3 separate regions of the Mus musculus genome follow, and all the other regions are linked to region 3. The links are chromatin contacts, called in public promoter capture Hi-C maps. All regions are on one chromosome and are shown on one strand. The core of a region is the stretch at or near the end of the contact, and the rest is flanking DNA. Distances in the headings are between cores, read along the strand shown. Region 1 holds the start of Bcl9 (B cell CLL/lymphoma 9). Region 2 holds the start of Acp6 (acid phosphatase 6, lysophosphatidic). Region 3 holds the start of Pdzk1 (PDZ domain containing 1).

Region 1 (2,874 bases), core at 204-2,703, 400 kb before region 3:
GTCCTGGTTAAACCCATGTAGGTCTTTTGGCTATGTTGCTTGCTTCCATCTTCGGGGAGACTGTACATTCTCAGGTACACAGAATCCACTTAACTGTTAGAAACGCTTTGGACCAGTGCACAGAGTTGCAGGAGAATCCTTAAGATCAACTCCGCAAAGTACAAACTCGAAGATTAGTAGGGTTTTGTGGGGAGGGCAGACAGTAACGATGGCTGGTCAAGGCAGTAACACGGCCCCACAAAATAAGGATAACAGGAATCTGAGCAAGGCGCATTAACCAAGATGTGAAAAAGTGCTACCTAATGAGCTAACATCTAACTTCACAGGGGTAGTGCTGAACGCGTCGCCCTCGAATTCTCAACATCAAAGCTCTTCCAAAAAATAAAATTAAGTGAGTGATACTGTGGTTGGGAGAAGACCTGGAGGCCGGGGCAGAAGGTGCTCTCTGGAAACCATAGGTAGTGCTGGCCAGGCAGGGCGGGGCGGGGCAGGGCCCGAGGTGAAGGAGACCTTGCTCTAGCCACAGCGCCAGCAGGACCCCAGAGAGTCTGTTCTGGGAAGAGGGAGAAGAGTGCAAGCCGAGGGGACCAGCTTTCCAGAGGGAAGAAAGCCCTCACGGGCAAAGGTAGAGTGGACACCTAGGGGCGGATGGGTGGGCTGGGGGAAGCAAGGCGGAATCGCAGTGGAGAGGTGCGAGGAGGTGGCATGAAGACTGAAGACTAGGCCCGACCCTGAACGGCGGGCGAGTGAAGGAAGATCGGTTCCTTCTGCAGCTCCCAGTTAGTTTCTGTCAAAGATGGCTAAATTCCACTCTGCCCTTCCCCCTCCCGCGCCTTTTCTAATCCCCTTCGGTGGCTCCAGTACTGCTGGAGGCCATGGGGAGTCTGGGTGAATGAGCGCCGGGAGGAGGGTGAGGAAGGAAGAGAACCTCCCCGCCGCACCACCCGCCCCGTGGGTCCTGCAGGAGGATCTTTTAGTTGAAAAAGAGGGTTCTGTGGCTTTAAACCGGGGAGTGGGCGTCACCGCGGGGGGACCCGGTGACTAGCCGGGGCGGGGTTGGATGGGAGGGGTCATGCAAAGCAGAAGGCGGTGCCGTCGGGGCGGGGCCGTGGGTGGGCGGGGCGCGGGCGGCTTCTCTTGAGCCAGGCGCGGGAGGGGGCGGAGGCCGCGGCGGGCTGGTACCATCGATCGCCTTCGGGGAGGGGGACGGGTGCCATTCCCCCGGAGGGGGCGGGCCCTGGCGGCGGCGGGGCCAGGGCCCCATTCCCCGCCGGGCGGGCCGGGGGAGGGGCGCGCCTCCGCTCGCGTCCGAGGCGGGGCCCGCGGTACCTTTCGTGGCACGGTGCGGCTGGGGGAGGGTCGAGGGGAGGGGGAAGGGGCGGGCCTGGGAGGGGGAGCCGGAAAGGGGGAGGCACCGGCGGACAATGGAGCCTATGTGTGCCTGCGGGAGTGGGACGGCGCCGCCGCCGCCGCTGCCGCCGCCGGGGGGAGACGCTGCGCTGCTGCTGCCGCTGGTCCGGGCCCCGGCCCCCCGGGGCTGAGAGCAGCCGGGGACCGCAGCTCCCGCCCGCGCTCGCCCCTCCCCCTCTCCGGCCCGGGGTAAGTGGCCCCGGGGAGGGGGAGGGGCGGGCCGGCGCGGCGGGGGCCGGGTCCGCGTGCGCGTGTGGCCGGGGGGCCTCCGGGGGTCGGGGCGCTGGCTTGGCGAGTTGAGTCTGGAGGAACCTGTTGGGGGAGGCGGGGGAGCCTCGGGAGCTATGGGAGAGACCGGGGCATCTCTCGGGGTTTTAGAGGTTGTGTCCCAAAGCTGTGCTTGGAGAGGTTACCTGAGGGGAGATGACCGTCTCGGGGTCTTGGGATGGAGGGGCGATGGAGAGGAAAGAGCGCGCGAAATTAGGAATTTCGGGTTGAGTTTGTAAGACCCGGGAGATGCGTAGAGGGGAGAAAGGGGACTCCGCAGGCCAGTGACTTGTTGAAGGGTTGGGGGAGGTGAAAGCCTAGAGGAATGTCTTGAGTTGTAAAGGGTTCCAGCAGGTGAGTTGGCGACGAATGAGTTAGGTCACTGAGTCATTGTGAGGGTCGTAGAACACACCAGTGGTTTTCAAATTGGAACCCTAGAGGCTGGCTGGCCTTTGAAAGTTGCAAAGACTATTAAGATGTCACTGGTAAGTGTTGGGTGAGCTTGGTGAAATGGAGTTATCCTAAGGAAAACAAGTCGCAGAGTTGGTGGTTAGTCCAGAGGGAAGGACCACGGCCTGTAGTAGTACTGCTGGGAACGTTATGTTAAAGCTGCCAAGGATGAGAAAGAAAGCTTGAAATCTGTCCCCCAAGAGCCTTAGTCTGCTGGAGGTAAGGAAGGGCGTTTTTTTAAATGTTAAAAGAGTTATTCTGAGGCCAAGATTGGAGTCAAAGTCATTAGGTAGGGTAGTGAAATGGATGCAAATATGCCTCTGTGGACATAATCCAAGGCAGGATGCAGTGGATACAGAGTTACACTTTAGTTAAAGCAAGAACAAGTCACCCCCTGACAGTGACGTCAGCGGCCATGTAAAAAGTCAATTTGATGGTGCATTTGTTAGCGTTTGATAAACTGTGGAATTAAATGGTTATTTTGGCGACAGAGACCTGGGCTCTTGTGTAGGGAACACAGTGATGAATTAGTTACAGGAGGTGAGGAGTAGGTAGTGAAATAGTCAAGATGTTGGGAGGTAAGACTTGTTTAGAACCTGTGACTTGGAGGCTTTTAAGTCTGGTTGGTTTGAAAGTTTTTGACTGGACACTAGTCACCAGGGAGTTTATCATGAAGAAGTGTTTGTGTGCAAATCTGATGGTCCTGGGGACCAGTAACAAAGTCTTCTCTCTTCTCTTGAAAAGGCC
Region 2 (2,700 bases), core at 95-2,594, 330 kb before region 3:
TGCAACTGAACAAATACAGACTCCATGGGTAAATTCAACCCGGGGTGTTAGGGACTTCTGGTGCCCTTTTCTTGTATACTGTTAGGGGTTATTTTTTAAACAAAAAGCTAATTATTTGTGCTTTAATCATAATTATCCTGACTTATAGCCACAAAATTAGTTAATTAACTTTCCCTCCTTCTTACCACAAATCCTTTCCAGATTTCTAAACCTGACCTTAAAGAACCCCAAGATACAGTCCTTGTCCGCAATAAGACTTCACAAGATCTCAAATGGTCTCTGGCAAGCCCACAAGAAAAATCTGTATTAAGATCTGGTTCCAAAGGTGCCAGCTTGCTCTGTACTGCGGAAGCACTAAAGGTATCTCCTGGTACAATGATCTCTGTTATTAACAACCAGGCACTTACAAGGTCCTTGAACTCAAGTTCAACCACAGAACTACGAAACGTGACCCAACTCCACATCCGCAGAATCAGAATCTGCATTTAAATAAGAACCCCCGCCTGGGACATTCTTATGCATCTTTGAAAAGTTTCACTACACCAAGCAACTGAAAGTTTGGGGGGCAGGGGCTGCCCTAGCCAGGAAGGCTTACACACCACACCGGTGGTTTGGGATGAGCATGGGATGATGACTCCAGGCCACAGCCTGAGGGCCAGTCTACTGTTGTTTCCCTCTGGTCTGGACCCAGCCCGAGCCCCGACGGGGGACGCTAAAGTGTGTCCCCAAGAACCCCTCTGTGGGCCGCCTCTCACCTGCTCCTCCAGCGGGAGAGGCTTGAGCGGACTCCGTGCCCCGTGTCGAAACACCACCTGCACCATTTTCAGCTCCAGTAGGTTGCGGTCCACCGGACGCTGGCCATTAGGAGCCCGCTGCTCGGCCAGGGCCACCCGCCGCTGGTGGAAGCAGTAAGCCAGCGAGGTCAGGACACCCACGGGGACCCACACGCGCATGATGGAGGCTGTGGAAGCTGAGGGCTCCGCAGGCAACGCGGCTCAGCAGCTACTCAGAAGTTCGCGGGAACTGGAGGGCAAGTGCATCCAAGCTCTCAGAACAAGCGACTCTAGCGGGGCGACCCAGCGACAGTCAGGCCGGAGGTGGAGAGAAAGGGGTGGGAGCAGAAAGATTGTCTAGTAGTTTAAGCCTAGCGTCTGCCGGCCGCCCCTACTGCATGCAGGCTCAGTCAGGGCAGTTACTTGGACCTGAAACTTGCACTTCAAACCGTGTGAAGGGGAGGCCGCAAAAGCAGAAGTTCCTCGGACACCCGGGATTCGGGTCCACATTTTATAACCAAGCTCCCCACGCAATCTCCTGACCTCCCACGGACCTGCTCCAATTAAGTCTGCGCACAGGAGCACGGGAAAGTGAGTCCTGAGACTTCGTCCGATCTGGAAACTCAGACCCGTAAAAACTACAACTTCCACAATGCTATGCGCGGCCGAGGTCCCCAGGGAGGGCAGTTCCGTCGGCCCCCCGCCATGCTTAAGGTCCCGCCCCCCCCCCCCACGCCTCCCACGTTCCACTCCCAGTCCCGCCAGTCTTCAATTTAAGGCTGCCAAGAAGCCCCGGGTAATTAAGGGATTTCGTCTGTTTTTTTTTTTTTTTCCCTTGAGGCTTTGCCTGGGGTGAGTAGGGAGGAAATGAGGGTAAGGGGAGGCAGTGTTAGGATTGGTGGGCAAGGGGAGTAGTTTGAATGTGGAAGAATTCCCTGAAGTCCCCAAAGCAAGATTACTAAAGTCAAGACCTGAAACATCTATCAGCTGAGTGCTTCCTATTTGTGAAATTCCCTTTCCCCATTTTGTTTAAGAAAATTGAGCTAGGGATGTAGTTCAGCGGTAGAGCACTCTCGGGGCATGCGCAAAGCATTAGAGCCAGCGGTTTTTTTGTTTTGTTTTTGTTTTTTGTTTTTTCTCGAGTGATTATTAAGTACTTTTTTTAGAAAATTGTGAGAGAAAAAACAGTATTTCCCTGACCGGGAATCGAACCCGGGCCGCGGCGGTGAGAGCGCCGAATCCTAACCACTAGACCACCAGGGAAGTTAGGAGACAGAGGCTTGAGAGGGAAGATAGTAGACCTGGATTGGAGCCACCAAAGAGTGTCAGGAGAGGCCTGGAGGAATGGCGGTAGTGTTGTCAACATCTGAAGGCATTCTCCTAATCTTTTAACTGCGGAACAGTATCGTGGGCTTCAACTTCGAAATGAATTTCAAAGCAAACCAGTAAAAAATAGACTTGAAGTCTGTTTGGAATGGAAAGAAAAGCAACAGGAAAAAAAAAAAAAAAAGAAAAAAAAAAAAGAACATAACACACCTTACATGGCTATGGGCTTCTCACAGAATAGTCTCAGTTTATTAGAAGCCATTTGTAACCGATTTTAGGCAAAAGAGCTATGACAGAGAGATGCTTAGTGAGAGAACAAGACACCTGTGGATGGGTCTGGGCTTCCCATAAGAGATTCACAGCAAAATGTCTTAGCAGTTACCAGATACATTCTTTTAGTGACTCTCAAGATACATCTTGGCCCTGCGTGGTGGTGCAGGCCTTTAATTTCAGCATTCAGGAAGCAGAGGCAGGCATATCTTTGTGAGTTCAAGGCTAACCTGCTCTACAGTTGAGTTCCAGGATATCCAAGGCTACACAGAGAAGCCATGTCTGGGGAAAAAGAGAGAGAGAGAGAGAGAGAGAGAGAAGCACACCCCAC
Region 3 (2,888 bases), core at 246-2,745:
CTGATGACAGATGCTATGGAGTGCTATGACATCATGACAAGATGGAGGGAGGCTCCACCTAGGAAATCCTCCTCAGATGGAAACATTCGAATTCGTCCTCAAATCGCAAGGGGCACACCCTTCAAAGCACAGACCCACCTTATACATGGAAGGCCCTTAGTGAACATCATGTCTCAACTCCTTTTAGTTGCTGGTGAGAAAATAAAGGCTCAGTGACACCAAAAGACTAGCACAGGGTCTCCTAAATGTATGGGTGCCACCTCCCGCTACCCTAGGCCACATTTGGATTTAATCATTTGAAGAGTGAGCAGCTTAGATTTGTACTTTCAGTCTCCTCAAACACACTCACATGTATAATTCTATTTCTAGAACAACCTTTGGGAAATGGTGTTTGGCTTTCCTTCAACGTATAACAAAATTGAGATGAGGCATAGATCTAATAAGTGAACCAAGACCTTCCTTAGGCATTGGTTTCCCAGACCTGTACCCTCTCCCTAGCTGCCTAGGAACACAAGATAGTATCAACAAGTCCATATGCAGAGACCTTACCAGAGTCAAAGATGAGAACAATTTGCTTGGCCATAACCCACAGCTTCAACGTCCCTGAGTTGTCTGTACATGAAAGAACTTGTGGTTCTATGTGACTAGACAATGGTGACCTGAGGCAGCAAGGGCCCTGTGACTTACGGATACAGGATGGTGCCTTCTACACCAAGGCCACCTGAGAGTCTTCATACCCAGCCCAGGAGTCTCCAGAACCGATGGACCCTTAGGGAAAGGCCCCAATGACGAGAAATGAGTTCCTTCCAAGCTTGCCTACACACAGAAGCATCTGGGAGAATTCAAGGCATTTCAGGTTCACACAAGATAGAGATTGAGAGATTCTCCCAAAGGGAGACTAGAAGACTTGAATTTGCACCCAGTCAACCCAGCAATCCGTGGCTTTCCTCGTGGCTAACACTGTCTTGGGAAACAGAAGAGGCACCGGTAGAAGTTAGATTCGGCTGTATGTTTTAAGGGCTGGCTGCCTTTGGAAGAGTCTTCCCTTATACCCTAAATGCTTGGATAGTAAAGTCTCAGAAGAAAATTCCCCGTGGCCTGGGACTTCTGTGGTCTCTGTCCCTTGGCTGTGCATCTCCATACAGCACCCCCACCTCTTCCACCCCATCGTATATATACGACACCCCTGGGAAGCGAGCAGCCCACCAATGCCTTCATGAAGTAGAGCCTGCACATCTCCAGTAAAAAGAACTGTGACACCCCTGGAAGGCCATCCTCACCCCCACTTAACCTGTGCTCCTGCCACCACAGAGGCCTCAACCCCCCCACAGCCACTTGCCAGCAAAAAGAGAAGGGATAAGTGGCCCCAGCCCAGGCAGCAGGTCGCAGACCGCTCTTCTTACCTGTGGCGAAGGATCCGCTCCGCACTGGAAATTCTCCCCGCTGTGAACACTACTAGTCTTGGAACTCACTGGACTTTGGACAAAGATTGATTTAAAAGCTGATGTATTTAACAGGGACGTGTGGTCTGAGTTCAAGTGACCTCTGTCCTGCTCCCGGCCAGCTGGCAGGGTCCTAAGCTTGAAATGCTCAAGAGGCCTCAGTAAAATCAAGCCCCGCCCCCACCCCAGCCTAACAATGGGAAGGGTAGTAGAGAAAGGTGGGGAGGGGGTGCCTCGGCCTCTCCAGTTCTATCTAATAAACAGAAGACTGGGTCACACCCAACCAATCCCCAATTCCAGTAGGAACCTCACTGTCCCTAGCCCAGGGTCAAGGTAGGGGCTAATCACCAGCCATCTTCCACACTCAGGCTGTCCTGAGAGCAAGACACTACAACTCCTACCCGGAAAGCTACCAAGAGGCCAAAGCCCCAGAGAAGGCAAAGGCCCTGTTTCTGGGTCCTACCTCCACTGTGGGGAGAGCTCTCCTAGCTCACTCAGGGGCCTCCTTGCTTCTTTCTGGCTCCCTCCCCTCTCCCGATGGCTGCCTCTGTTCTCTAACTATTGATACCTGTCTTCCTCTTCACACACTCTGTCTCTCAAGAAGGCAGCTGGGCAGTAGCTGTTCCCCCGTGGCCTGGCGTTGCTGAACAGGCCGCTAGCCTCAGCCACCGCAGCAGCTGATCTCTATCAACCACACCCACACAAACCATCCTCACCTGGATTCTCAGCCCACATTCCTAATTCAGAGCAGGAGACATCTTAGAACAGTGAGACCAGGCAGGCCCCAGGCTGTGGGCTGGATGGCCTCGTCTTTTCTCCACTCATGAAGAGCTGGCCATTTGTCTTCCCTGAGTCTTGACTTTGCCCTCAACCCAGGTGTGAGCTAAGCCAGTGGGTAAGAAGTTTAAATTGACATCAGGGCCACTTCATCATCTCCTGCTGCCTTCTGTCTCTAGGCTATATTCTCTGAACCTCTAATATAACTTGCAAAGCCATGGGGGTAGACTGGGATGCTCTAGGTTTAGGATCAGAACACCTGAGTTGAAACTGACCCTTCCAGTTTCCAATGTTTGATCTGGGCTGATTATCTTTCTTACAGCATTATGGCTGGGACACAGGGTGCCACACACACACACACTATAACATTTTATATGACAATATAAAAAGTTAATATCGTGCCTATAATTAAGTCTGATCTGATTAATGTGGAGCCTATAGGGTATACTCTACTGATTATATAGGTCTAATAGGATCATCCCTTTCTTTAGCCCTTTTCGTGTGACATGGTTTTCATCTTTGAAATAAGAAAGCTTAGATCCTCTGCTTAATAATCCTCCCCAGGATCACTTGACCAGGAGGACGGGAGAGCCAGCCTCCAACTCCGCCCCTGTCTTAGATCAGTCGTTTACAGCTTTGATAAGGCCTCCTGCTGTCAGGAATCGCTTT

The links. Promoter capture Hi-C pulls out the DNA fragments that hold promoters and counts their contacts. Capture Hi-C pulls out chosen DNA fragments and counts their contacts.
Region 1: a contact with region 3 is called in a promoter capture Hi-C map of liver. The contact joins the promoter of Bcl9 here to the promoter of Pdzk1 in region 3. A contact is called at or near these places in 2 of 39 promoter capture datasets (the C10 cell line and liver) and 2 of 115 datasets of contacts at active chromatin or transcription factors (bone marrow-derived macrophages and memory CD8 T cells).
Region 2: a contact with region 3 is called in a promoter capture Hi-C map of liver. The contact joins the promoter of Acp6 here to the promoter of Pdzk1 in region 3. A contact is called at or near these places in 2 of 39 promoter capture datasets (the C10 cell line and embryonic stem cells), 1 of 115 datasets of contacts at active chromatin or transcription factors (embryonic stem cells) and 2 of 9 other capture datasets (adipose tissue and liver).

What each region holds. Positions count from the first base shown.
Region 1 is chr3:97,225,943-97,228,816 of GRCm38.p6, reverse strand. It overlaps Bcl9 (B cell CLL/lymphoma 9), which reads left to right and starts at 1,453. Exons shown (of 10, transcript NM_029933.4): 1 at 1,453-1,599.
Region 2 is chr3:97,157,421-97,160,120 of GRCm38.p6, reverse strand. Acp6 (acid phosphatase 6, lysophosphatidic) reads right to left here and starts at 1,344. Exons shown (of 10, transcript NM_019800.4): 1 at 756-1,344. The coding sequence starts at 953. n-TEctc12 (a tRNA gene) reads right to left here and starts at 2,036; the gene lies at 1,965-2,036.
Region 3 is chr3:96,828,672-96,831,559 of GRCm38.p6, reverse strand. Pdzk1 (PDZ domain containing 1) reads right to left here and starts at 1,495. Exons shown (of 9, transcript NM_021517.3): 1 at 1,404-1,495. 4930442L01Rik (RIKEN cDNA 4930442L01 gene) reads left to right here. Exons shown (of 2, transcript NR_015596.1): 2 at 1-1,734. It also overlaps a transcript of Cd160 not described here.